5 separate regions of the Sus scrofa genome follow, and regions 2, 3, 4 and 5 are each linked to region 1. A link is a contact called in public targeted proximity ligation data. All regions are on one chromosome and are shown on one strand. The core of a region is the stretch at or near the end of the contact, and the rest is flanking DNA. Distances in the headings are between cores, read along the strand shown.

What was found.
Region 2: a contact with region 1 is called in a targeted proximity ligation map of skeletal muscle. A contact is called at or near these places in 1 of 47 Hi-C or Micro-C datasets (embryonic fibroblasts) and 1 of 2 datasets of targeted methods (skeletal muscle).
Region 3: a targeted proximity ligation map of skeletal muscle shows a contact between it and region 1. A contact is called at or near these places in 2 of 2 datasets of targeted methods (alveolar macrophages and skeletal muscle).
Region 4: a contact with region 1 is called in a targeted proximity ligation map of alveolar macrophages, with 6 times the contacts expected there. A contact is called at or near these places in 5 of 5 promoter capture datasets (fetal liver, fetal skeletal muscle, liver and 1 more), 27 of 47 Hi-C or Micro-C datasets (adipocytes, alveolar macrophages, blood and 12 more) and 2 of 2 datasets of targeted methods (alveolar macrophages and skeletal muscle).
Region 5: a contact with region 1 is called in a targeted proximity ligation map of skeletal muscle. A contact is called at or near these places in 18 of 47 Hi-C or Micro-C datasets (adipose tissue, blood, brain and 11 more) and 2 of 2 datasets of targeted methods (alveolar macrophages and skeletal muscle).

Annotation. Positions count from the first base shown.
Region 1 is chr5:7,953,651-7,957,854 of Sscrofa11.1, reverse strand. MKL1 (MKL/myocardin-like protein 1) reads right to left here. Exons shown (of 16, transcript XM_021092835.1): 6 at 314-369. Among named protein-coding and RNA genes, the nearest start is that of SGSM3, 62 kb to the left of the region's middle.
Region 2 is chr5:7,704,874-7,708,695 of Sscrofa11.1, reverse strand. No RefSeq gene overlaps it. Among named protein-coding and RNA genes, the nearest start is that of MCHR1, 32 kb to the left of the region's middle.
Region 3 is chr5:7,809,335-7,813,598 of Sscrofa11.1, reverse strand. MKL1 (MKL/myocardin-like protein 1) reads right to left here. Exons shown (of 16, transcript XM_021092835.1): 3 at 20-81. Among named protein-coding and RNA genes, the nearest start is that of MKL1, 60 kb to the right of the region's middle.
Region 4 is chr5:7,787,319-7,791,034 of Sscrofa11.1, reverse strand. All of the region lies in intron 2 of MKL1 (MKL/myocardin-like protein 1), which reads right to left. Among named protein-coding and RNA genes, the nearest start is that of MKL1, 38 kb to the right of the region's middle.
Region 5 is chr5:7,749,125-7,752,991 of Sscrofa11.1, reverse strand. It overlaps MKL1 (MKL/myocardin-like protein 1), which reads right to left and starts at 1,642. Exons shown (of 16, transcript XM_021092835.1): 1 at 1,563-1,642. The coding sequence starts at 1,627. It also overlaps a transcript of MCHR1 not described here.

The DNA.
Region 1 (4,204 bases), core at 300-2,799:
ATCCTAACAGCTACAAAAGGCTAAGTGGAATTAAAGATGGAAATACTAGTGGTGAACAAAGCCAAGGGAGAGAGGCGACCACTGCACACTCGCATGCACCAGAGGAGGAAACTCTTTCTCATCACGGTCCATGTCACCACGCTGGGGGACACGGGGAGGAGGGGGGATGAAGCGGAAAAGGCAGCACCTTATATTTACAACTGTGAGACCTGGGCTGACCCTGGAGACATGCCCGACTGGAAGGAAGAGGACCCGCAACGTAATAGGCTCTGAAAATGCTCCTGGGAATCCTTGGGGAGGGAAGGTGCCTTACCCTGGCCCGCTCCAAGCTCCTTCTCTGCTCATGAAATGCAGCTGGACTTTTCAAAGCTGTTGGGAAAAGAATCATAAAAGATTACTTTATAGTGAAGCATGATGTCTACTTCCAATTTACAGTGGAGAAGGCGTCTTAAATTCAAGTTGATTTTAGCAGGACTCAGCACCAGCTGAAGTGAGGAAGAAAACGGCACCTGAGCAAGCACACAGCTCGGTGCTTCAGCTCCCCCTCGAAACAGTTCGGTTACTTTGTTCCCAGTGGAGAGTCCCTGCCTAAGCCTGGGCTCCAGAAAGAGCACCCATGGAATAGAACTGTAACAGAATCCTCCATGAGCAGGCAACCCTCCAAGAAGGCCTGCCGGGCCTCCCTTTACTCTCAGGAAGATGGGGACACGGAGCAGGGCTGCAAGCGGCGTCCACCTGCTCTCCCTCTTCAATCTCATCAGGAATCGCAAAGCAACCAAACGGTCTGAATGGGGCAATTAAACCAAAAAGACACACGTCTGCTTGGGTGCCATTTCCTTCTTCAGCTCAGCTGATATTAATAGTGCTGCTAAAATTAACCTGAATTTCACCTTGAAGGACTAAAAGAACTTCACAGGGACTCTATGGTTAACCCTGGTGCACACACCCAGTGCTGACCAGAAGGGCTCCCTGCAGCCCCCGCCCAAGACTCAGCTCTGTTCTGGGGCCGCAGTTCTCGACTCAGTAAACAGCACCGAGGTGGAGAGATCAAAGCAGAACCCTCTAAGGATGCAGCATCACGAAGAGAGCTTGTGTTAAAACTCAGCAGGACACCCTGAGGATGAGAGGGTAAGGGCCTGATTCACTTCAAGCAGGGAACAGCAGTAAGGAGGAATTTATAAGATCATGGTCAGTTTCACTTCTGCTGCTTGAGAATTTCAGAGCAGCTGTGAAACTGTGGGGAGATAATTTTGCGGGGCTGCCGGCTGTGGTAGGAGTGCAGGGTAAGGAGACGCTATAAGTAGCATTGAGCACAGATAGGGCCCTATCCTGCCGGGGCCTCTGTGCTTCCTCCCCCAGCCCGCCCCGAGGGCTGGGCCTTACCAGGAGCAGTCTCACAAGAAAGCTCCAAATGTCCTGCAGTACTTTTTTTTTTAAACGTTTCGGGGTTTTTAGAACTTAGGGTAAAAAAACAATCATTTTAAAAGATCAGTTGAGAGCACCCCACCTTCTAACAGCAGGGGGAGCTCTAGATCTAAGAAATAATCTAAGGAAAACCAGCACCAGCTCCCTCCCCAGCCTACCAGAGCATTCCAAAGCACTACCCAGGCCAACCCAGCTCTAATCTGAAGGTCCTGGCCTCTCAGTGGGTAAGCAGACAGCCCCTGCACCTGCTTCTACTGAGTAGAGCTGGTTCAACTCCAAAATCGGTCTCCAAAAGCCCTGATATGCAGGGTGTGATGAACCAGCAGGGAATGAACAGGCAGCTTTGCTCTCAGAGAGTGGGAATGAGACTAAGAATCAGAGCCAACTCAGTGTCTGCCCCACCCCCACCCCCAGCCGCCCTTCTGCCTTATTTTTCTGCATAGCTCATACCATCTCACACTCTCTACGGTCATACTACAGATCTTTCTTATTTGGTTACATCTGAATAAGCTTGCTCCATCAGGGCACGGCCGGGTTTTGTCTACTTCTTTCCTTTCTGACAGACCCCCAAAGCCGAAAGTACCCAGCACGTAATTCATTCAATGAATTAATGAATATTCTATAAGGGACACAAAATGTACACTACTGACAGGAAAACTAGAGGATTCTGTGAGCTCTAAACGTCCATTTGAACTGCCAGAATTAGGCTCTCATCTGGGTCCAAAACGTCACAGAGGTCCCAGAGGGAGCATCAAGACCCCTGGGTTCTCGTCCTGGGCTCTGCCAGTCACCGCTGGCGTGACTCAGGGTAGGACCACTTTCTGGGTCTCATGTTCTTCTTCTGCAGAGTGAGCATTTGCTCCCTCCTGGGACTCTTCTGAGAATGAAAGCGCTCTGAAGCCGGCGGTGCTCACCAATGCATTTACTGCTGCTGTCATCAGACGCGGCAACGCGGTTGGGCCCTGGGCTAGATTCCCACACAGGCCGGCTGGTTTAGGCACCACAGCCACAGATTAGCTGACTAAAACACCAGCCAGCTTGCGGCCTCAACAACCTGCACTGGCTGTCCCAAGGAGGAAGGCACAGACCCAGTGTCTAGAAAAACAACTCCCGAAGCACAGAATTTCCTGATGGAAGGGGAGTGCATCATCCTCCTGTACGACAGGGGTGCCGCACCACGAATGGGACAAGTGACAGGTGGACTAGCTGTCGAGGATGTGACTTCCTCCTTGGCTGCACCGAGTTAAGGAACTTTTCATGTAATAGCGAGGAAGTCTGCTTCTATGGACGACACCATTCTTGATACTTTAAACGTGCTGTCTACTTGAATATTCCTAGTGATGCTGTGTGGCGGGTTATACCCCACTTTACAGATGGGGACAGGTTCAGAAAGGGTAGGAAAGGCAGCAAGTGGCAGAGTTAGGATCACAACCTAATTCCCTCTCATGCCCAAGTCGGAGTTTTTTCCTTCCTCTTGGTCGGTTTCTTCACCTCTTCAAAAAGTGGATAAGAATGACCTTATGGGGAGACAAGAAGGCTTCAAGTACACACACTGCTGAGACGCAGGGCTGAGGGCAGGCGCTGTGGGAAGGCCAGCTCGACCACAGCACTGAGCACAGACAGGTTTGAGGAAGGCTCAGAAGACAAGTGCAAAGTAACGGCAGGTACACGAAGCCATGATGGGAAACCTGGCTCACGTGGAGGGCAGGGCGCAGCCTGCAGCCGCAGACGCTGGGAGACAAGCCAGGAGGGGGACCCGCGAGAACCAGAGTGAAGACCAAGAGACGAACTCACGACAGTAACGACCAATCCCAAAGACTGTTTCGTCTTGTAACACCAACGTCATGGTCTCACCAAATCGTTTTAACAAGCACGAGGTAGGTAGCATAATTCTCCTTCTACGTGTGAGGACACTAACGCTGCAGTGACTGTGAGGTCATTTGCTGAGGGATGGACTCCAACCCAGGTCTGGTTCTGTGCTTCCGTCAGCTCTTGAAGAGCCTCTCACTTGGTGCCTCTTTCCCCACGCCCGATTCTGCTCTCTGAGAGCAAGTCAGCAATTTCAACAGCTACTTCCAACAGGTGGCGGGGCGCCCAGGTTCACGGGGTGGGGGGGGAGGCTGGGGCCAGGGCCAGTGCTCTGGGTAGACTGGGGTTTGGGGTGGAGAGGCTCCTATACAGGTCCAGCCAGCTTTGCTAAAAGCCGCAGCTGTGGAGGGGAACCTAAGGAAAAGATGAGGGTGATAAAGGTAAGGCCTGGGCTTTCCTGATGTAGAAGCAGGCGGCAGTACCCAGGCAAAATGCACAAGCTTCCCCACTGAGGGAGAGAGACACGAGGAAGCACAGCAAAGCAGAAAATAAGTTGGAACGTTCAGGCTTCGACTAGTTGTGGAAAATCCCCCAAGACTCTAAGTTAACCCATGAGCATGTGTCCGAGCCGGGGGCGGGGGGCTGCATTCACTTTGGACTCTCGGCCCCCTGCCCTCTGCTGCCTTAATGGCTTTGCCAGAAGGACCAGGGTACTACTTGCTCAGAAATTTCATTTTCCCAGAAACTCCAAGAAGGCAGTCTCTGAAAGAGAAGCTCCTGTAAATCAATGCAAACCCAAGAAGCATGCATGTTGTTTCTGAGAATATACATTCTTGGGGTCAGAGGGCACTGAAACCTGATCCTTTACTCCCACCCTCCCGGAGCTGGTTTCGCTGGAAGGCTTGCAACAGCTTTGTGTGAACACAGGGAGGTTATGCAAACGCGCACTGAAAGGAAAACTAACCAAGCC
Region 2 (3,822 bases), core at 391-2,890, 250 kb after region 1:
ACTTGCCATTGGATTTAGAGCCCACTTGGATAATCCAGGATGCTCTCATCTCCAGATCTTTTACTCAATTCCTTCTGCAAAGGCCCTTTTTCCAAATAAGGTCACATTCACGGGTTCCAGGGGTTTAGATGTTGACGTATCATTTGGGGGCCCACCATTCAACCCACTACAATCAAATAGGACTATGATGTAAGAAACATAAAACTCATCTGGAATTGGCTGAAATAACAAAATAGATCTATTGGCTCTTGTGGACAACAGGTCCAGGGCAGCACTGGCTCCACGTGAGGCACTCGGGACTGGCTCCACCCCCAGGCAGGCTCTTCCCTTATGGTTTGAAGGGCTGTCAGCTGCTCCTTGGGTTATAAATTACCTTGTTCAAGTCCACATGGATGAGAGAAGCTTTTCCTTCCAGAAACTCCCAGCCCGTGTTTCTTTGTCTCCCATCAGCCCTGACGAAGGTACATGCCCAGCAGTAGACCTGTCCCTGTGGCTAGAGGTGGGGATGCTGGTCCTAAGCTAGTCAGGAACCACGCCTAGAGGTAGACCTGGGGTTTCCCCCTTTAGAACACAAGGCTGAGAGCAGGAGCGCCCCCAGCTTAAAGTCAAAGTACAGCAAGGATGTCCTACATAACATGGGGAATAGAGCCCATATTTTGTAGTAACTTCATTTATTTTTTTTGTTTCTCTAGGGTCACACCTGCAGATAGGGAAGTTCCCAAGCTAGGGGTTTAACTGGAGCTGTAGCTGATGGCCTACACCACAGCAACAGCAAGGTGGGACTCGAGCCGCATTTGCAACGTACACCACAGCTCACGGCAATGCCAGATCCTTAACCCACTGCGTGAGGCCAGGGATCGAACCCACCTCCTCACGGATCCTAGTCAGGTTCGTTTCCACTTAGCCATGATGGGACCCTCCCGTGTAGTAACTGTAAATAGAGTGTAACCTTTAAAAGTTGTATGAAAAATTAAAAATAAAAAAAACTCAAATAATAAAAAAGTACAACCTAAGCCTTGATCAAACATCTTATAAACTGTTGCAAACCAAAGGAGAAAAAAAAACACCCAGATACTGTGGGGAGACAACCCACCACGGGTTCTCAGTCCTCCCCTACACTTTTTCGGGTGAGTATGGCATCTTTCATTCTACAGACGTTGAAATGGAGGGTCAGGAACACGGGCAAACTTGGTTAAAGTCACTCACTCATAAATGGAGCAGAACCAGGCTCGAAACTCAGGTCTGTTGATTCCACAGCCTCTCTCCTGCTAGTGGCCAGGCCAGGGCCATCTCCTTTCTGTCCTGCCGAAGCCGCAGGCACTCTCCTTGGAGCTATGCCATGGATCAGTGTGTGTCAGCTGAAAATGAAATAGAAAACGTCTGGGTAAATTACAGCCACCAGATAGCTCTCCAGAGACCTAAGGAAAGGGTTTGAGATAAAAGCCACAACACAAAGAATAAATAATACTTCATGTTAATGGCCATCGATATGCTCATTCCAAAACGGAGTCTGAAAACAGAACTGAAAAGCAATATTTGATATACTAATTTTTGCGTTCCCCATCGTAAAAATCAGTGAAACGTTTTCTCTTCGGAACTGCTGGACCTCAGCAACCTCCTCATTTGCCCTTACAGAGGCAAGCCAAGAATCCTGGTGCCGCCGGGCGGGCGAGAGAGGTGATGGCGGGATCCAGTCTCGGGACAGGCGGGGGCGGGGGTGGGGGTGGTGGAGTTTGCCAGCATCAAAAAAATTGTGATGTTTATAAAATCACACAACCTGTTAGTATAAAAGGAGCTTTAAAGGTTTTCAAAAACAAACCCAGGAGATCCCTTCGTGGCACAGTGGTTAACGAATCTGACTAGGAACCATGAGGTTGCAGGTTCGGTCCCTGCCCTTGCTCCGTGGGTTAAGGATCCGGCGTTGCCGTGAGCTGTGGTGAAGGTCGAAGACGCGGCTTGGATCCTGCGTTGCTGTGGCTCTGGCGTAGGCTGGCGGCTACAGCTCCGATTGGACCCCTAGCCTGGGAACCTCCATATGCCAAGGGAGCGGCCCAAGAAATAGCAAAAAGACAAAAAAAAAAAAAAAAAAAAAAAAAAACCCAAAAAACAAAAAACAAAAAAAACAAACCCAAAAAGGTTTTTCAGTTCTTCTCTTTACTTAATACAGGTAGCTCTTTACTCGAGGACAGAGACTGTGTTATTCTGCTTTGCACTCTGAGCACTGCAGAGGCTCTGGTCCAGTGGAGGTGCTCAATCAGTGTCTGTCCAAGAAATGAATAAATGAAGAAACAGACCTTTCCTAGTGCATACAAAACTGGTCAGGTTCTTAGGAACTGAGGCATCTGTTTCACACATCAAACTCATGCCTAAATTCATAAAAGAAATTACTATATAAAGCGGAGTGCAGAAAGCAGAAAGCATATTTTCCTTTGCATGAGGGAAGGAAATTCTAACATATGCTACGACATGGATAAAACCTGAGGACATTACGCTCAGTGAAATAAGCCCATCACAAAAAGATAATACTGTATGTTTCCACTCATAGGAGCGACCCTAGAGAAGTCAAATTCAGGGACTGAAAATAGAACGGTGGTTGCCAAGGGCTGGGGAGAGGGAGGAATGGAAGTTGGTATGTATGTATTTATTTTTAGGGCTGCACTTGAAGCATATGGAGGTTCCTAGGCTAGGGGTCGCATCAGAGCTGTAGCCGCCGGCCTACACCACAGCCACAACAATGCTAGATCTGAGCTGCATCTGCGACCTACACCACAGCTCAAGCTCACAGCAACGCTGGATCCTTAACCCACTGAGCAAGGCCAGGGATCGAACCTGCATCTTCATGGATACTAGTTGGATTCATTTCTGCTGCGCCACAAGGGGGAACTCCGGGAAGTTGGTATTTAGTGAGTACAGAGTTTCAGTTTAACAAGAAGACAAAAGCTATGGAGATGAATGTACTGATGGTTACACAACATAATGAATGTATTTAATATCACTGAACAGTATACTTAAAACGGTAATTTTTTTTCTTTTTAAGGCCACACCTGCAGCATATGGAAGTTCGTGGGCTAGGGGTTGAATCAGAGCTGCAACGGCAGGCCTATGCCACAGCCACAGCAACGCTGGATCTGAGTCGCACATGCGACCTATGCCACAGCTTGCGGCAACACTGGATCCTTAACCCACTGAGCGAGGCCAGTGATTGAACCTGCATCCTCATGGACACTATGTTGGGCTTCACATGCTGAGCCATAACAGGAGCTCCTACAATGGTAAATTTCATGTTACATGTATTTAAACATTTTTTTTTAATTGGAAGAAAACAATTTTTATATAAGTTCTCTTTCTGGGCCATGCCTAGAAGTTGCAAGCCTTCAGCAGGCTTCAGTGTTTCAAAATAGTTACATGAGACAGATGTGCCAGAGCAGTTGTCGGGGTGAGGAGACAGTCCTTCTGCTTCCTATTCCACCATCTCCACCAAAGCCTCCCACAAGAATTTTATAAACCAAAATATTACAACAATTTTTCCAGCCTCTTTCCTAAAGTTGCTGAACTTCCTCGCTTATCCAGGACAATCCTTAACCATAGATGATTCAGCTTCTGATGGATGAATTTCAAACATTAAAAAAGAACAGCTGTTAGGGAAGGTCTTCATGGTGTCTTTCAAAACCAAAGGCAGTCAACCAGCCACATTTAAGTGTACAGCCTGCCCTGCGGGGAAGTGGTGAGTAACAGAGGGGCTGCCGGCTCAGGAGGCTGCAGGACCTTCCCTAGTTTTAGTGTAGGAATAGGTGCTTCTCTTAGAATTAATTGGGGAAATAA
Region 3 (4,264 bases), core at 1,214-3,713, 150 kb after region 1:
AAATAAACCTGGGACCTACCTTGTTTACAATTCCCATAGACAGATGAAATTCAATTCCATGCCAACCATACCCTTCGATCACTAAAACACAAACAGAAAAATAAGAGTTCATGCAATATAAGCAGTTCTTCCAGTTCCTAAAGGGTATTTGGTTTCATAAGTAAGAGGCTGTTTCTTATCTGCTTTCTATTCTCTCCATGCCCACAACTGTAGCTAAGCGTTCACTGGCAAAAAGGCCCAGATATGTGAAGTTAAATAACAGATAACACTGACTGAACACTTACTCTATGCTAGGCACTGTTCTAAGTGCTTAAATGTACTAATCAATTTAATCCTCACAACAACTTTACGAGGTACTCTTATTAACTCATTTTATATCCAAATGACAACTGACCTATACCTCTGAAAATTGCTGTTACTAGTGTTAAGAGATGCCTCTTCAATAAATGTAGGCGATCTCAACCACCGTAGCTGGACTCTCTCAATGGTTGATACCTATAAATGCTTCACAGTCATCTTCTCATTATGTATCGCTTAAGTCCCCATGGTGGCTGAGCACTATACCAGGTGATAAACAGGATTCATTCTCTGCCCTTTAGGAGTTGAGAAACTAGCTGGGGAGATCAGACTAAATGCAAGAAATGGTTCAACAAATGGAATGCCCTATGATGAGGTATATACTCTGTGCAATCATTCAGGGGAAAAAAAATCAATAACCTTTAGGAAAAGGAAAGGAAAGCTTCAGAAAAGACTTGCCCTAAAGCTGGACCTTCAAAAATTTAAAACAAAAGCAAAAAACAGAGAGGAGAGGAGCTCCCGTCGTGGCTCAGTGGTTAACCAATACGACTAGGAACCATGAGGTTGCAGGTTCAATCCCTGGCCTCGCTCAGTGGGTTAAGGATCTGGCGTTGCCGTGAGCTGTGGTGCAGACACGGCCCAGATCCGGTGTTGCTGCAGCTGTGGCGTAGGCCAGTAGCAACAGCTCCAATTAGACCCCTAGCCTAGGAACCTCCATATGCCGCGGGGGCAGCCCTAGAAAAGGCAAAACGACCAAAAAAAAAAAAAAAAAAAAAAAAAAAATTTGGTAGCAGGCTCAGGCAGACTCTATCTGAAGTCCTCCATAATAGGATCCCATTCAGTCCTACTAGCCTTTGCCTTGGCCAATGATCTCCTCATATCCAGTAGCTATACCAAACTTCAAACTTCTAGGACACACAATCTTTGACAGCTCCACTGCTTTTCCAACTGCCTTAAATGCCCCTCCCTTTCCCTGGTAGGTTATTAATTTATCCTGGTATACAGGAGCACTCAATAAAATATAGCCACTGTAATAAATAATTTTTTACCATTAAGATTCAACTGAACTATTTTTCTATAACCTTTTCCAATTCTTCAGAGTTGGTCTGCTGTCCTCTCTGCCACACTCCCATGGCATTTGTCTCCTTCTCCATTAGAATGGTTAAAACACTGTACTGTCCCCAGGCTTCCTTTTTTCCCTCTTACTTGTCCAAACAGGAAACATCTTTTATACAACTCTATATCCCCCAAGACTAGCACAGTGTCTGGCACATAACAGGTGCCCATTATGCACTTGTTGGCCCGACTGATTCAAATCTATAAACAGAATAATGATAGGACTCTTCTAAAAAGTCAGCTCATTCAGTACCTTTAAACAATTCAGCTTGTCAAAAATCTAATGCATTTTTATATTTTCATGAATATGTCTACTACATAATTATACCAACAATTCATGCACAAAAAAAGTCAAAGTGGGAGCTCCCCAGTGGCCTAGCAGTTAAGGATCCAGCATTACCACTGCTTTGGCTCAGGTTTAATCTCTGACCTGAGAACTTCCACATGCTATGGGTGCAGCCAAAAAAAAAAAAAAGGGACCTCATCCATGCCAACAAAGACAGGAGACATTAAATGAACTGATCATTAGATACTGTGGCTGGTGAGCTTTCTCACTGAAAGTATGCCACAACTTTGTATGCAGTATGTATGTTTAAATGTCTTTATACTGGCTTTAGTCATAAATCATAGAAGTTACAAATATAGAAGTCCAATCATAAATCCAAGGTGTATTTATAGAAACTTTCCATATGGTGGGAGTTTAAGAAGTAAAACAGCAGCCTTTTTCTCTGCCAAAAACAGAGAGTAGCAGAGCGCAAAAGGACCAAACCCTCTCTTGACTCTGCTCTTGGCTCAGCTTAAAGCACTGGAAGAAATGTGCAGGGCAAGCAGGAGCCTCGCTGAAAAGCAGTCACCCAGGGCAACAGGCACTTTGAATGTCTGTGCTATTCAAGGCTTAAGTATTAATTGTATACATGTCCATGTTCATTTAAAGCACAATTTGTGGCTTGGAACTTAAAAAATGTTCTAATGTGCTAGTCTGTCCACATATTAATCAAGTCAGCCAGGTTTGAACATGCCAAGCTTAAAATACTCTCTAGATCGGTATGCAAAGGTATGAGCTCAATCCTTTATTCTCAGGAAAAGGAACTTAGTCAAGGGAGAGTGACTAAAGCAATGAAAGCCGTAACAGAAAAAGTCAACTCCTAAATAGTGCTGAGTTACTATTTAAAAACATCTGAATAGAAACAGGATATAAGATAATGACAAATTTCTTACAATTATTAATCTCACTTAAAATGAGATCCTGGTTTTGTAGTTGTAAGTTGCCAGAGAATGTATTTTGAAACAGATTTCTACATGAGACCATCTCATAAAAAGGCTGTTTTAGTCATCCACTGACTAAATCTCTTGAGAATTCAAGCCTAACGTATTTTATATTGAAATAAATTATATTTTTATATGAATAGTACTATAAGCAAAGTTTATTTTAGTCTTTTTTTTTTTTTTTTTTTGGTCTTTTTGCCTTTTCTAGGGCCACACCCACAGCATATGGAGGTTCCCAGGCTAGGGGTCTAATCGGAGCTGGAGCCGCCGGCCTACACCACAGCCACAGCAACACGGGATCTGAGCTGCGTCTGTGACCTACACCACAGCTCACGGATCCTTAACCACTGAGCAGGGCCAGGGATCGAACCCGCAACCTCATGGTTCCTAGTCAGATTAACCACTGAGCCATGACGGGAATTCCAATTTTAGTCTTTTATCAGCTTCAGAAAAATGCCAATAAAACCTGGAATGATTAAATTTGTGTAAGTAAACCTCAGAAGCTCACCCATCCATTTCAGTTGGGAAACCAGTGCAGAAAGGGTTCAATGACTTGATAACAGGAAGACTACGACCAGAATCTGATTACTAGACCAATGTATTTATTCTACTACATACTACTAAACACACTTTTATTAAGATAGAAAATGTTTTAGAAATTACAACAGAAAATTTTAAATACTTATACCCTTCCCCCAACTGAAAAGAATTTAAAAAGTAGATGTGTGTGTCCTGAAGATTTGGAAATGCTATCCTTTAAAACCTTAGGCAGGACTTCCCTGGTGGTTCAGTGGGCTAAGGATCGGTGTTGTCACTGCTGTGGCTCTGGTTACAGCTGTGACACATGCTGTGGGTGTACCCCTCAAAAAACAAACAAACTTGGGCAGTAGTAGATTAAAGCAGTTATTGTCAATGCTTTTGGCTCAAAACCTGCTTATATGGAATCTTTGCTGGAAATTGTTTTAAAAAGTTTGTCTTGGAGTTCCCATCATGGCTCAGCGGTTAACGAACCTGATTAGTATCCATGAGGATGCAGGTTCAATCCCTGAATTCACTCAGTGGGTTGAGGATGTGGCATTGCCATGAGCTGTGGTGTGGGCCACAAACATGGCTCAGATCCCCAGTTGCTGTGGCTGTGGTGTAAGCCAGTAGCTACAGCTCCAATTCAACCCCTAGTCTGGGAACTTCCATATGTTGCGGGTGCAGCCCTAAAAAGACAACAACAACAAAAAAGCCTGTCTTATGTTCCATAGGGAATGGGAATAATTTTTATAATCTAAAATGACATTATCCTTTTCTTCTAAAATATAAACTTCCCATGGGGGGGCAATTTCACAGAATTCAGGGTCTTTCAAACAAATATTTCTTCTGAAAAAAATACATAAGTGCCTTTTTTTTTTTTTTTTTTTGTCTTTTTGCTATTTCTTTGGGCCGCTCCCGCGGCACATGGAGGTTCCCAGGTTAGGGGTCGAATCAGAGCTGTAGCCCCCGGCCTACGCCAGAGCCACAGCAACGCAGGATCTGCAACCTACACCATAGCTCATGGCAACGCCGGATCCTCAACCCACTGAGCAAGGGCAGGGAC
Region 4 (3,716 bases), core at 1,180-3,679, 170 kb after region 1:
TGTGGCTCTGGCGTAGGCCAGTGGCTACAGCTCCGATTCGACCCCTAGCCCGGGAACCTCCATATGCCGCGGGAGCAGCCCAAAAAAATAGCAAAAAGACAAAAAAAAAAAAAAGAAAGAAAATGTCATTCTTTCATTTATTAATTCATTGAAAAAATATTTATTAAACGCCTACTACGTGCCAAGTCCTGCTGGTGCTGAGGATACAACAATAAACAAAACAAAGTACCTGCCCTTGTAGAGACTGCCATCTAGTCAGAGGATTCAGACAGCAAATACATGTCAAGAGGTGATTAATCCTGTGGAGAAGGTGAAAGCAGGATAAGAGGAAAAGGATATGCCTTAGGATTGGGGAGTCACATGGCTTTTTTACATATGATGGTCTAATATTGTGACATCTGAGCAAAGAGCTAAAAAAAAAAAAAAATGAGGAAGTAAACCATGTGAAAATCTACAGATTAAAGTATTTCAGGCAGAAGGAACAGCAAACACAAAGACCTGGTATGACCCAGTAACAACAAGGAATCCTGGAGTTCCTTTGTGGCTCAGGTCCTGCTGTGGTGTGGGTTCAATCCCTAGCCCAGGAACTTCCACATGCCACGAGTTTGGCAAAGGAAGAAAGAAAGAGAAAAAAACCCAGCAACTGTACAGTAAGCAAGGGAGAGAGTGGAAGATCATGAAATTGACTCCAGAGAGAAAAATCCTAAGATCTTCAGTCCCATGTGGAGAGCAGTTCATAAGAAATCAAAGGCAGAAGTATGGAGTCCAATTCAAAGGAAGCTATTGAAATAATACAGGGAAGAGATAATAATAAGAATGGCATGATGGTCAGTTGAATGTGCATCAACTTGGTTAGGCTATAGTCCTCAGTTATTCAAACATTAATCTAAGTGCTGCTGCGAAGGTATTTTGTAGATGTGATTAACATTCATAATCAATTGACTTTAAGTAAAGATTATCCCAGATGATCTGGGTGGGCCTCGTTTAATCAGTTAAAAGGCCTTAAGAGCAGAACTGAGATTTTCCAGAAGAAATTTCACCTGTGGATACCAACATCCACTCCCGCCGCTGCCGCCGAGCGTTCCAAACTGTCTTTTCTGTCAGCCTAGCCTATGATGCTGCAGTTGCCTAGCCAGCGTCCCCCCCACCCCCGCCACCCCAAATCAGATAAAGAATAAATCCTTGTAATAAGTCCCTTAATCTCCTACTTGTTCTGTTTCTCTGATTGAACCCTGACTGATAAAGATTTTGGTATCTTGAAGTGGGATTGCTGCTATAACATATTCTTTTAAACATGGAAATGGCTTTGAAATTAGATAACGAGTAGAGGCTGGAAGAATTCTGAGACGCAGGAATGGATAAGCAATGAGGTCCTGCTGTGTAGCACTGGGAACTATGTCTAGTCACTTATGATGGAACATGATAATGTGAGAAAAAAGAATCTATACATGTATGTGTAACTGGGTCACCTTGCTGTACAGGAGAAAACTGACAGAACACTGTAAACCAGCTATAATGAAAAAAATAAAAATCATTATATACTTTAAAAAAATAATTCGGAGAAGCATAATTTCAAAAGCCTAGACTGCCTTCAACAAACTGTTGGTAGAAATAGAGACCCTGAAGGCGATTCTGGTGAGAACTCAGAGGGAAGTGAGAAGCACAACACAGAAAGCCTATACTGTTTTAGAGACTATAAATGTCATCAAAAACAGAAGGCTCGTAAAAAACACGAACACTAAAGGTGCTTCTGGTAAGGTCTCAGAAGAAAATGAGGAATGTTATTAGGAACTGGAGGAAAGGAGTTCCCCTTGTGGCTCAGTGGTTAACGAATCCAACTAGGAATGATGAGGTTGCAGGTTCGATCCCTGGCCTTGCTCAGTGGGTTGAGGATCCGGCATTGCCATGAGCCGTGGTGTAGACTGCAGACTCGGCTCAGATCCTGCATAGCTGTGGCTCTGATGTAGGCCAGTGGCTATAGCTCCAATTAGACCCCTAGCCTGGGAACCTCCATGTGCCGCGGGAGTGGCACTAGAAAGGGCAAAAAGACAAAAAAAAAAAAAAAAAGGAACTGGAGCAAAAGGGATCCTTTTCAGACAATGGCAAAAAAAAAAACTTAGCTGAATTTCGTCCTACAGTTGTGTGAAAAGCAGAACTTGGATATTTAGCTAAGGGGATTTTCAAGCAGCAAGTTGAAGGTGCAGGCTGGTTTCTTCTGGTTGCTTACAGCAAAATGCAAGAGGAAAGAAAAATTGATGGGCTAAATGTCAAACAAAGGAAACTAGTATGTGATGATTTGAGAAATTCTCAGCTTATCTAGACCACAAAAAATGCTAAAATTAGGAGACGCTAGTAAGAAAGCACTGCTGTGGCGAGGAAAGCCAAGAGTGTGGCTGGACAACATTTTACTCCTGCTGAAAGATCACACATGTAACTCAGGGGCCCTCAACCAACCGTCTAAGCGGAAGCTAGGAAGAGACAGGCGATTATCCAGGGAAGATCTACGGAGGAGCCTCCTGTCTAATGACAAGAACCCCTTTCCATCTGGCGGCAGCCATCATGTAAGCCGAGATGGGCGCCTACGCGTACCTCCAGGAGCTATGGAGGAAGAGGCTTTCTCCTCCAGTGCACTGCCGGCAGTCCCACCAGCCCTCAGCGTCTCACAGGGCCCCCCACCTCAACTGGCCTGATAAGGCTCGCAGGCTGGGTACAAGGCCAGGTAAGGTCATCAGATTCATGTGCCACCATGGCAAGCCTAAGGGTGCCACCATGGCAAGCCTGTCCACCCCATGGTGTCAACCAGCTGAAGTCTGCCCGAAGCCTTGAGTCTACTGCCGAGGTCCTAAATTCTTACTGAGTTGGTGAAGCTTCTATGTACAAATTCTCTGAGGTTATCCTCATTGATCCATTCCATAAAGCTATGAGAAGAAATCCTGACACCCAATGGAGCATCAAACCAGTCTACAAGCACAGGGAGATGCGAGGGCTGACTTGCTGGCAGAAAGAGCTGTGGCCTCGAGAAGGGCCTCAAGTTCCACCACACTACTTGTGGTTCTCGCCACACAGCTTGAAGAAGATGCAATAGTCTCCTACTTCACCGATACTGCTGATACAAGTACTGTTTATAAAATTCTTACCTAGTGGATAAGCAATGAGATCCTACTGTATAGCACAGGGAACTGTATCCACTCACTTGTGATGGAACATGATAGAGGATAATGTGAAAAAAAGAATATATATAGATATGTATGACTGGGTCACTTAGCTGTATGGTAGAAATTGACAGAACACTGTAAATCAGCTATAATGGAAAAAATAAAAATCATAAAATCATAAAAATTCTTACCTAATAAACAATATAGGACATTCATGTCTGCTTAAAAAAAAAAAAAAATCCCTGAGACATACATACATAGGAGACTCAAAAGGTTTCTGAGACTCTTACATAAGCAGAAACACGCCAGCCAGCTTGGCCTGAAAGGGACAGAAAGAAAACAAAGCAAAGGAAGCCTGTTGGACTACCAAAATTCTACAGGCAATTTAACTACTAATAAAACCACACAGCAACCACGTGCTACCCTTCAAGAAAAAGTGAAGATAATTCCAGGAACAGTCTTGGGTCCCGAAGCCAGAGTCCCAGAGGGTGGCATCTCTAGCTACAGAGGATTACTCCTAGGCTTTGCAACCTAAGAGATTTTCTGCTGAATTTTAAAATC
Region 5 (3,867 bases), core at 393-2,892, 200 kb after region 1:
TCTAGCCTTGACCTGGTCCAGAGGGTGTGTATGTGCTGCGGGGAGGGGAGCCCTGGACACAGCTGTGCTGCGGAATGATTCCCCTTGAGTCAAAGGGACAGGCCTTTTCTACTCCCCTTTCAGGCGCTGGCTGCTGGCTTATGGGGATGGTAACCTCCCCGGCAAGGAGGCTCCTGTCAGCCATGGGCAAGTCTCCACGCAAGGGGACAGCTGGGATAGCTGTCAGTCCCTTGGAGCCCTCAGTCTCAGCAGCTGGAGGGTGGGCGCACCAGCCTGGTAGAGGGACCTGGGTGCGGGACCAGCAGGATGTTTGGTGGAGGATATTTGTCGTGCTGGATGTTTGGTGGAGGACAGAGCAGGGAGCAGAAGGGAGCTGGGGGCGAAGGACATTCTGGGGCATTTTGAAAAAGAGCTTAGGAGGCAGACAAGCAAAGAAAAATCCAAGGGGCCATTGTGTGTAGACGTTGGAGAAGCATGGGACACTTTGTAGCAATGCTAAGCCACTGAAATATGACACGGGGAGAAATAGGAGGTGGTGGAGGCAGAGGCCTGACAGGTGGGTAGAGGCCAGATCATGAAGCGTCCTGGGTACCCTAATAAAAAACTGGGGTTTAAAGCTCTTCTGAAAAAGAACTGGCTTCTCGGAGTTCATGAGGATGTGGGTTTGACTCTTGGCCTTGCTCAGTGGGTTAAGGATCTGGCGTTGCCGTGAGCCTCAGTGTAGGCTGCAGATGCAGCTCAGATCCCAAGTTGCTATGGCTGTGGTGTAGGCCAGCAGCTGTAGCTCCGATTCGACCCCTAGCCTGGGAATCTCCATATGCTGTGGGTGCGGCCCTAAAAAGCAGAAAAAAAAAAAAAAAAAAAAAAAAGAGAGCTGGGTTTTCATTCCAGCCCCACCTCAAAGCTTTCTGCAAACATTTACCCACCATCAGAGGGTGAGCCAGCCTTGTTCAGCTGGGTGAGATCAGAGCCCAGATGCTGCAGAACTGAAGTGGGTGAGAGGCAACCAGCAGGCAAATGGCCAGAGAGGGAAGGCTGGAGAGGGGCTGTCTGCAAGGGCTGAAAACACAGTGGCTGGCACCAATTTGAAAGGTAAGTCCTTTTCTCTATGTAGGCATTTCAGAAGCCGAAAGAAAGAGAGTCATCAGAAGGGGGCCCAAACCAACTATAACAGAAAAAATAAAAATCATTATTTAAAAAGAAAAAAAAAAAAAAAAAAAAGGGAGTGCCATGGAGAGGAATGAACTCAGAATTTGGAATCAGAAGAGCAGAAGGCCTAGGCGTGGGGTGCAGCACCGCCAGCTGGACGGCCCTGAGAGTCACCCAACTCTAGGAACCTCCGTATCTACATCTGCGCTGTGGATCTTATCTGTTCCACGGGGTCAGCTAAGAAAAGGCATGTGTGTAAAAAAAGCCTGTGCAAATGTTAGTTACTCTCATTTTGCCAGCACCCCCACCTCCCCGCCCCAACACATACAAAAAAAGCCTGCAGCAAGGAGAATCCCAAGGCAGGCTCATTTTACTCTGGTTACCATTTGGCACAGAGCAGGTCGGGGACTTACTGGATGACACAGCAAGTCAGCAGCAGAGCCAAGCTGTAAATCCACCCAAGTACTGAGTCCAACATTGTCAGCAGAATCAGCTGAAGCCCAACTTGACACCACAGTTCAGATGTCGAAGGTGTTCCTAGGAAGTCCCTTTCAGCAAAGAGTGTTCAAAGTTGTTCCCAAAGGGCAGTCCTAATATCCTCCAAATGTGGGCAAGCTGTAGCTGGACGAGGCTCCCAGGAGGCTGGGCGAGGAGGGAGAGACTAGATACTTGCCCTGAAAACGGAGAAGAGACTGTGCCTTCCTCAAGGCTTCCTGTGGTTACAGCCCTCCCACCCTCACCCGCTTTTTCAAAACAGATTTATTGAGATGTAATTCATATACCATAAAACACATCTTTTGAAAGGTATGATTCAATGGTTTTTCGTATATTCACGGAGTGGTGCAACCATCACCACAGTAAATTTTAGAACATTTTCATCACCCCATGGAAGAACTCCTAGTCATCAGCAGTCATTTCCTTCCCCCACCCCACCTTTCGCCCAGCCCTAGGCATTCACTAACCTACTTTATAGCTCCAAAGATTTGCCTACATGGGGCATCTCATAAAGATAGAATCATAAGCCATATAGTCTTTGTGATCGGCTTCTTTCACTTAGTGTAGCGATTTCAAGGTTCAATCATGTTGTAGCAAGTATCAGTACTTCATTCTTTTTCATGGCTGAATAATATTCTATTGTGTGATTATACTACATTTTATTTTTCCATTCAGTTTATGGACCTTTGGGTTGTTTCTACTTTTTGGTTATCATGACTAATGCTGCTATGAACATTTGTGCACAGGTTTTGGATTTTTTTTGCCACACTCATGGCATGCAAAAGCTCCCAGGCCAGGGATTGAACCTGTGCCACAGCAGTGACCTGAGCCACAGCAGTGACAATACAAGATCCATAACCCACTAGGCCACCAGGGAACTCCTGTGTACAGGTTTTTGTGTGGACATGTTTTTATTTTTGTTTTTCAAAAACAGGCCAGTTTTATTTATACACAGAACAGGGTACTTACAACCCCAGAGGTGGATATGTACATAGCGATACAGGAGGCCTGTGCGGCACGGTGGGCTCTGTATAAATTAAGATCATAAATATGAGGGGAAGCCCCACCCAATGCCTGCACAAAGCTTTTCACCAAGACTCCAGGGATCCTTCCTGCAGTGGTCTACACTGACAGGACCGTGGGCCTGGAGGGACAGCCGTCCAGCCACAGGGCGGTTGCAGGCGGGGAACAGTCCCAAGTGCAGCAACGAAAACACCACAACGTGCAGGGGGCTCCGCCCTGAACCACTCAGGCTGAGCTTCATGCAACGCTCCGGGCTTATTCCTCTCTCTCCAACGCACTAGACTCAGAAACAGTGTTACGGAAACAGTGTTGCTCTAATCACCAACAATGTTACTTCTAAACACCACACGCTTCACCTAAACCTCAGGCCTTCCCACAGAAGCGCGCCGAGGGCTGGGGCAGCCTCTCCGCGGAGTCCCCAGTCTCCAGTCCCACCCGGGGAACCTCAGACCCCTGGGCACCCCCACCTGAAGCCACAGAGCAGACCCCATTCTGGTACCGCGGGATTTCAGAGAAATCCTGTGAAATCGGGTGACTTCTGCATCTCCCTGTGTCTCCCTCCATTCATCACGGCTGCTCTGACATGTGGGACAGTGCGACACGACCCCCATCCCCAACCTCCCAGGGGCCCTCCCCCCAGTTCCCAGCATGGCCACTCTGCACGGGGACACGCTGGCCTGGGACAGGGCCTTGGCCGGGCTCTGCACCCAGAAGGCGGGGCCAGGGAGCCCCGCTGTGTGGACATGCTTTACTTTCTCTTGGGTTTAGACCCAGGCGTGGACTTGCTGGCTCATCTGGTAACTGTGTGTAACACCATGAGAAGCTGCTAAACTGTTTTTGAAAGTGGCTGCACCGCTTTACACTCCCACCAACCCGGTAGGAGGATTCCAGCTCTCCACATCCTTGCCAACACTTGCAATGATCGGTCATATTTATAACAGCAATTATATGTCTAGATACTTACAATGCAGCACGACAATGGGAGAAAAAATTCTGTATACATGTATGTGTGACTGGGTCCCCATGCTGTACACTGAGGAAAAAAAAAAGAAAATGTAATATAATAGCGATTATAGTGGACGTGAAGCAGCATCTCACTGTGCTTTTCTTACTGTGATAAAATACATATGACATACATTTATCATTTTAACCATGTGTAAGGTACAGTGGGGTGGCGTTAAATACATGCCTCATCGTGAT